Linked DNA regions of Gasterosteus aculeatus: region 2 is linked to region 1. A link is a contact called in public Hi-C data. All regions are on one chromosome and are shown on one strand. The core of a region is the stretch at or near the end of the contact, and the rest is flanking DNA. Distances in the headings are between cores, read along the strand shown.

Region 1 (3,373 bases), core at 433-2,932:
AGGTTTTTGGCTGGACACTATTTTCATGCACACACACACACACACACACACACACACACACACACACACACACACACACACACACACACACACACACACACACACACACACACACACACACACACATCCTACGTGCCCTTTGTCTAATGTCACTTTTTGAAAACACACACTTCTCCTCATACTCAAGTTTGATGTGTTTGTGCTTCCTTGACCCTCCTCTTCTCTGTTTACCACTGTTTAGGTTTACTGCTTTAATGGTGTCAGATAATTACAGACAGCGGACACTGCTGTTCACGACACTGCATTATTCTGTGCAGGAGACAGGCTGAATATACGTCTCTCATTGTTTCGAGCTACGGCTTCGCCCTAAACTCTCCATGTTAATGAGATTGATGCGTCAGATACGACCGCCTGCACAGACACAGGAAAATCAATGGGCTGTTGTTAGCATTTATATGGCTTTTGCTAGAACATCACAAGCTGAGAGGGAGCCTGCAAGCAATGGACAAAAATAGGGGTTGTTAGCTGTGTCAGGTGATAGCCATGAAACCGACCTAGCGATGTGGTCCACTTAACAAAGCCCATTAACACCAGTCCCAACTAAATGTTCAGTGTTCTAACACACGTTCATAAATGTTTAGTGTCACTTTCTGCCAATGATAAGCCGGGGTACATTCCGGATTTACGCACTGTTTGTTAATGAGCCATTGTTTATGTGACAAATATAGATTCTGATTGGGCTTTAATCCATAGGAAGATGTTGAGTTCTGATTTAACATGTTATTTTATTATTTTCTGACGTGAATCCTGCTAATAAGCTGAGAAAAGTACTTTTTCTGATATCAGCATTAAAGTTAGATCAGGTAGATTTCAGAGCTTGTATCACATGTTTGTTCTATCTCTGAAACAGAGATCTTAATCAGAAACAGAAATCTGGATGAAGCCAGAGAGGGAGGGAGTAGGTGTAAAAAAAGAAAAAAAAAGAAAGAGGGATAGTGAGATTTGGCATAAAAGTGAAACATAATCCATAGGTATCAGCGCTAATCTTTTGATTGGGCAAATTTCCCTCTGCAGCAGAATCAAAAGGTCTATTTGCATTTTATTTTTTCTAACAGATGGGGGTTTAACTTTCACAGTTCTGTGGATTACATAAATTCAAAGCTTCCTGTCGTAAATGGAAAGATTGCTATCTTTACTCCCCTTCTCTCCTCATCATCACCTCTTCTCCTCTTTCCCGTTGATGTTTTTATTTAAGGACGAGAATAATTGTGGAAACAAACACAGGCTGGTCTCTTTTGTTTTCTGCAAGATCATTTTACCCAAAATTATATTTGGACTGATTAGCTTTCTATACAAGTCAATATGCAAATCAGACACAATTTTTTTTAGAAGTTGAAAAAAGCAAAGGCAGACAAGGAAGATTTCCCTCCAACAGCAAAAGGGTCACACATCCGATAATTGAAGTATTTGGATATCTTTTTTCCCCTACTGCACTGGGACACCTTTATTATACAAGCGTCAGTTTTAGCGTGACGCTCCAACACCACAAACATTATTCCTCGGAGGATTTTCTCTTGTTTAAACAACAGTTTTAGATTAAAGGACATGGAGAGTCCCCTGTTGCATAAGGGACGGAGGGACAGGTGGAGAGCAGGGAGGTGGCAGCAGCCCGAAAAGCAATTAACATTCACAAATAGCGTGAGGGAAGCTTTCCACTGGGGTTACACGGGCGCTGAATGTCACCCACTGCCTGGGCCCAATTCCTTCATTACACCCTCCCGTAAGGGCAGACACACTTTAATACATATTTGCATGCAAATGCAGTGATTAACCCTTTAAGTGCATTAGCTCTAACTGCCTCGTGGGGCACCAGTGTCTAATCTCTCTCTCTCTCCGTTGGTCTCTGTGCTTCAAATGAGGTGGAATAATGATCCTTTATTGACTTTGTTGAATTGACTTCCATTGGTTTCCTCTAGCTGTATTGTTTATAGATTCTTAGGATTCATTATTCCGTTTCTCCAACAATAAATCACTTTTTGTTTGGCATTATGACAGTGTGCTCGGTTTGATATAGGAAATATCCCATATTGTGTCATAACAAGCAATAAAGCAGTGAAGTGAAAAAATGAATTGATCAAAGTTGAGAAATCTGTGTCATTACAGTGCAACTAGTCTAGAATAAAGTGTAAATACAAAAAAAGAGAATAAAGACGTTGGATTCTTCAAATAGGCAGAAAGTATCCCAAATGTTTCCCTCTGCTTTTAAAATGTTATTCTACTTTCAGCAGATGAACACTGACATAGAAAGCAATGGTACTGAATATGCCAAAGGGCTGATATGTTCCTACACTGCTGCTGCGGCCAGTGTGGAGAGCCTGCTGAAAGGCAGGGCGCAACAAGGGGGAAGAAGGGGACGGAATGTAAGTAAGAAAGTGTTTTCTGATGAAGATTTTTAGATCCAGACAAACATACTGTATAAAATCTCAATGTCTGTTTATCCCTACACATGCCCCAATCGCACCCTAAATATCTCTTTGCCTCCATCCTTCTCCTCCCAGCTCGTCCTCCCTCGTCTGTCCATTGGCAGAGCACACAGCCGTGAGCACAGCTAATTAAATGCTTCTAAGTGAGTTGCCTTGCCTTTGCATGCCATTCCAGCCTCAGCAAAAGGTCATTCCACTCACGGGCATGAAGCAGACATTTCTCATGACTGTTTTCCTTTTGAGAAATTTAGCAGATTGTTAATTATCAGATTACAAGTTTGCCTTTTTAAAGGCCAGCACGCCGCCCCAAGTGGCATGGCTCGGAAGAGCCATGCCAGAGACGGGGAAGAGTGAGAGAGGAGGGGGTATATGCAATGAGGATGGCTGAGGGGGTCCAGCTTCTCGTCTTTGCTTGAGTTAAATTCTGGGCTATAATTCGTGATCAGACAGGAAGGGAATTTGAGATAAGCAGAGAGAGAGAGCTTCTGTCTGACAGAAACCCATGTACTCATTGTCCAATCCCATCAGCCCCTAGCAGGCTCTACCTCCACCTCTCTTTCTCTCCTCCTAAATTCAAATGTACAAGCCTGGTCTCTGGAGCTAAACGAGCATGAGCAAAATCATCACTCATGGAAAAGCACCAAAAACACCTGGTCACTTCTTTTTCACCTGCCAATTGCTCATCCTGATCCCTCCCACGCAACTAAAAAATTAAATTCCAAGACATGTTAACATTTTGCTCACATTTAACTTTTTTAACCTGATTCCTCAGCAACACTCTGCCTTCCATGATCAATTTATAAATGAGTGAGTCCGCTGTAGAAATGGGCAATAGCAACACGTTGATGAAAGAGCTGTGCTCTAGAGCTTGGCCATATACACAAGAAACA
Region 2 (3,493 bases), core at 20-2,519, 380 kb after region 1:
ATGGGCAAACTTCTAATTGCAATATAAAGATATGCTGAAAATCAAAAGATATAATTACCTTTGCGAAAAAGTGTAATTTTTACTGTAGCAAACTACAATTTCTTTTTTTAAATCTGATATCCGTGTCTTTTTGTCATGTGTTCACTCGTGTGTAATATCTTGCTAGCTCCCAGCTACTTTGCAAAACAACAGTGGCAAACTTGGACTAAGCATGGACTCAATCTAAAACTATTTTCCTAGTGTTTTATGGATTCTCTGGAGCAGCTTATAAAAAATAATTTGCTTAATGGTCCAACAGCTCTCCAAAGGAATATACACATACTAAAACCTAAACTAAGACTGGTTAGGCATACTTTTAATAATAATGTAGTGGTAATACTTAAGGTGAGTTTATTTACCTGAGAGACACGTGGTTCTAATGTATCTGCCTGAATTTGGGCAACAAACAGGGACATCTGCATGCTTCAGTGTCTGGTTTCTGATGAATGATCTGTAGGTGGACAAGCACCTAGGACATTATATCGTATCCCTAATAGCATCTTATAATGACTAAGGGGTGAATAATGGTGTGTGTGTGTGTGTGTGTGTGTGTGTGTGTGTGTGTGTGTGCGAGCATGCATGTGATCTTGCTGCTGCTCCTGCTGTAATTGGCTTTTAATAGAAAATTAAGACAGAGTCGTTAATCACAGAAAGATAGAAGGCCTTTTGTCTCACCTACTCCCTGCTGCATTATGCTTCCCTTCTCCTCCATTTAGCCTATTACAGACACATTAGATACACACACACAGACACACACACTTTACTGATATTTGTTCTTCCTGTCTCTTGTATGTCCATCTGTCTGTGCTTTGTGTCCCTAAATGATCCACTTACTGCTCCTTTCAAAAATGCATTTGCCCACTCACTCAGCCGCTTGACCCCACTCCCATTCCCTCCCACGTATCCATACTACCCACTTCTTCAATTTCTTACTATGTTTGACCATAGACAATTTAATATTCAGTTGACAACTGTGTTTCTGCCTTTCAGGATCTATCTCAGTCAACAGCCGCAGCTTGCCCTTCAGCTCCCCTGAGGGCAGTGAAATCCTGGACCTGGACAGCGACATGTACCTGGGCGGGCTACCCGAGTTCAAGTCAGACCTCATCCTGCCACCCGAGGTTTGGACGGCGCTGCTCAACTACGGATACGTGGGCTGCGTGCGCGACCTCTTTATCGACGGCAAGAGCCGCGATGTCCGCCGCCTGGCTGAGATCCAGAGTGCGTTCGGCGTCAGCAGTTTCTGCACCCGCGAGCTGCAGAAGAGGTGCAGCAGCGCTCCCTGTGGCAACGCAGGTCTGTGCAAAGAGGGCTGGAACCGCTACATATGTGACTGCATCGGCACCGGATACCTGGGAGCCAACTGTGAGATAGGTAAGGAGGGGGGGGGGGGACTAGGGGCTGTTTAAGGGAAAGCTGGTTTATGGGTGAAGGGACCAAGACTTTGACGGTCTGGAAGTGATCATACATTATTGAAAACATGGACACATTGAGTTTGCAGAAGTACATAATTGACTTGTACAGAATCCTGCACCAACATTGACTCAAATACATGGATCTATTATGCAAATGACATATTGAAATTTTAATTGCTGTTAGATTTGAACAATGTGTCGTGCGACAAGTCAAAAACAAGGCTGCAATCCTTCTGAGAGGCAAAACATACATATTTAAGCTATGGCTCCAAATAGATGAAACAATGCAAGGTTACATTGTTCATGTTGTACAATGTCTACAAGTAATGTAAACCCCAGTGAGTACAGCAGAATCAGGAGAAAACAAGTGCACAAGGAGCATTTCAACAATGGGCTGCCTCATTTTTCACTTAACCAAGCGGCGGCTGTGTGGTGAGTGTAAGAACTCCGCAGGGACACGTCTGAACCAGGGGCCGGGGGGCTTGTTGGTGGCCGCTGGCTGGAAGAGGGTGAGGGGGGGGAAGCACTCAGAGGCGGGTAGCGGTGGCTCAGAGCAGCAAGGCCTACCGTCGCCATCTGTGTCTGTCACGCAAATCCAGGTGGCGCCAAAGCCGCAGCGAGGGGAGGTGAGCTAGTCAAACAGCACCACGTACGCCTGATTCATTCCAATTAGCTGCAGGCGCCTCGCTCGGGGGAATGAACCATGACAGGATGGGATTTTGAGGGACAAGGAGGGTAATGAGGGAAGGAGAGATTGGATTCAAATCAGGACAGTGGAGGTAGAGAATGAAATGTCTTTATGTTGAAGGGTGATTTTTTTGGTCTCAGGGTGGCAGGTGTGTTTTCAGTGGTGCTCTTTTGCCATCTGCTGGAGCTTTGCGTTACTGCAGAGATGCGGCACTGGGACTTTACTGAAAACCAGCTGCATATTTCTGTGTGTGTAAGGACAATCAATGATATTGGCCAGAGGAAAAAGACTGTGGGGAAATGACATGATGTGAAGCCACTTAAAACTAAAACCTTGCTGGTGTGTCTAGTTAGTTTTAGGAGAATAATTAATAATTGTATGCATCCCATTTTATGTACTTAAGGCAGCGGTTCCCAAACTCAAGAATGCCGCGGCCCACTTTGAAATCTGAAAATATTTTGCGGCCCACCCAAACCTTTAATCACAACTCTGATCAAAACATAAACTAGGGATGATTAAATGACCTTAAGAATTTAACCGACAAAAAATGTATTAACCGGCGATGTACGTTTTGTGTACCATTTTCTTCGGAGCTCATGTGCCGTATTTTCCGCACAATAAGGCGCACCTTCAATGAATCACCTATTTTAGAAAATGTTTCATATATAGCGCGCATCGGATTATAATGCGCAGAAGATACTGCAGTCAGACGTTTAGCGTCGGGGCGGGTGGATGGGGGGGATGTGGGGAGGTGGAGACGGTGCTTTCAGGGTCCGATCGATGCTGCGAGGTGCGTCCGCTCCCGCCGCCCCCCTCGCCATCCACGCCTTAAATCTTCTGTTATCTCGGCAGCGAGGAGAGAATGCGCGACCGATGCTCCCCGTCTGTCTCCGCTTCGGCTCGAGCTCGGCCCGCCTCACCTTGGCGGGGGCCGCCGGGCCGCAACATGGCCGCACGGTGCAGATTCTCGTCTCCTTCGGCTGCTCTCCAGCCACGCTGCCTGCTAAGGGCCCCTTTTAGAATAACTTATTTTCCCCGTTAAGATGGTTCAGCCACTGTAGAGAAAAGGGCGCCGTCTCTCGCTCTTTAATCTCATGAAATGCTCGGCAAGAACGACAGCTTTGTTTCTCCGACGCGCCCTGAAACAAGCTCCATATCTCACGCGCTTGAGCGCCGCCGTAGACCGAGCTTTGGCATGTTTGGCAGAGCGCCTTGAGCGCCGTGTACAACCAGTGTGGATCAACCGATTAACCAATTGATCCATATAAAAGCGCTCCGGATTATAAGGCACTGTCGTTTTTTTGAGAAAATTAAAGGCTTTTAAGTGCGCCTTGGAGTGCGGAAAATACGG

The links. A called contact is a pair of places that touch in the nucleus more often than the background predicts.
Region 2: a Hi-C map of skeletal muscle shows a contact between it and region 1, with 2.9 times the contacts expected there. The contact joins two enhancer-like sites. A contact is called at or near these places in 2 of 6 Hi-C or Micro-C datasets (skeletal muscle and whole body).

Annotation. Positions count from the first base shown.
Region 1 is chr7:10,684,784-10,688,156 of fGasAcu3.hap1.1, forward strand. No RefSeq gene overlaps it. Among protein-coding and RNA genes, the nearest start is that of alpk1, 43 kb to the left of the region's middle. Within about 2 kb of position 1,683, at least 1 of the 9 cell types and tissues checked has open chromatin away from gene starts, as enhancers often do.
Region 2 is chr7:11,068,147-11,071,639 of fGasAcu3.hap1.1, forward strand. nrxn2b (neurexin 2b) reads left to right here. Exons shown (of 22, transcript XM_040180546.2): 9 at 1,030-1,413. Among protein-coding and RNA genes, the nearest start is that of LOC144410332, 220 kb to the left of the region's middle. Within about 2 kb of position 1,270, at least 2 of the 9 cell types and tissues checked have open chromatin away from gene starts, as enhancers often do.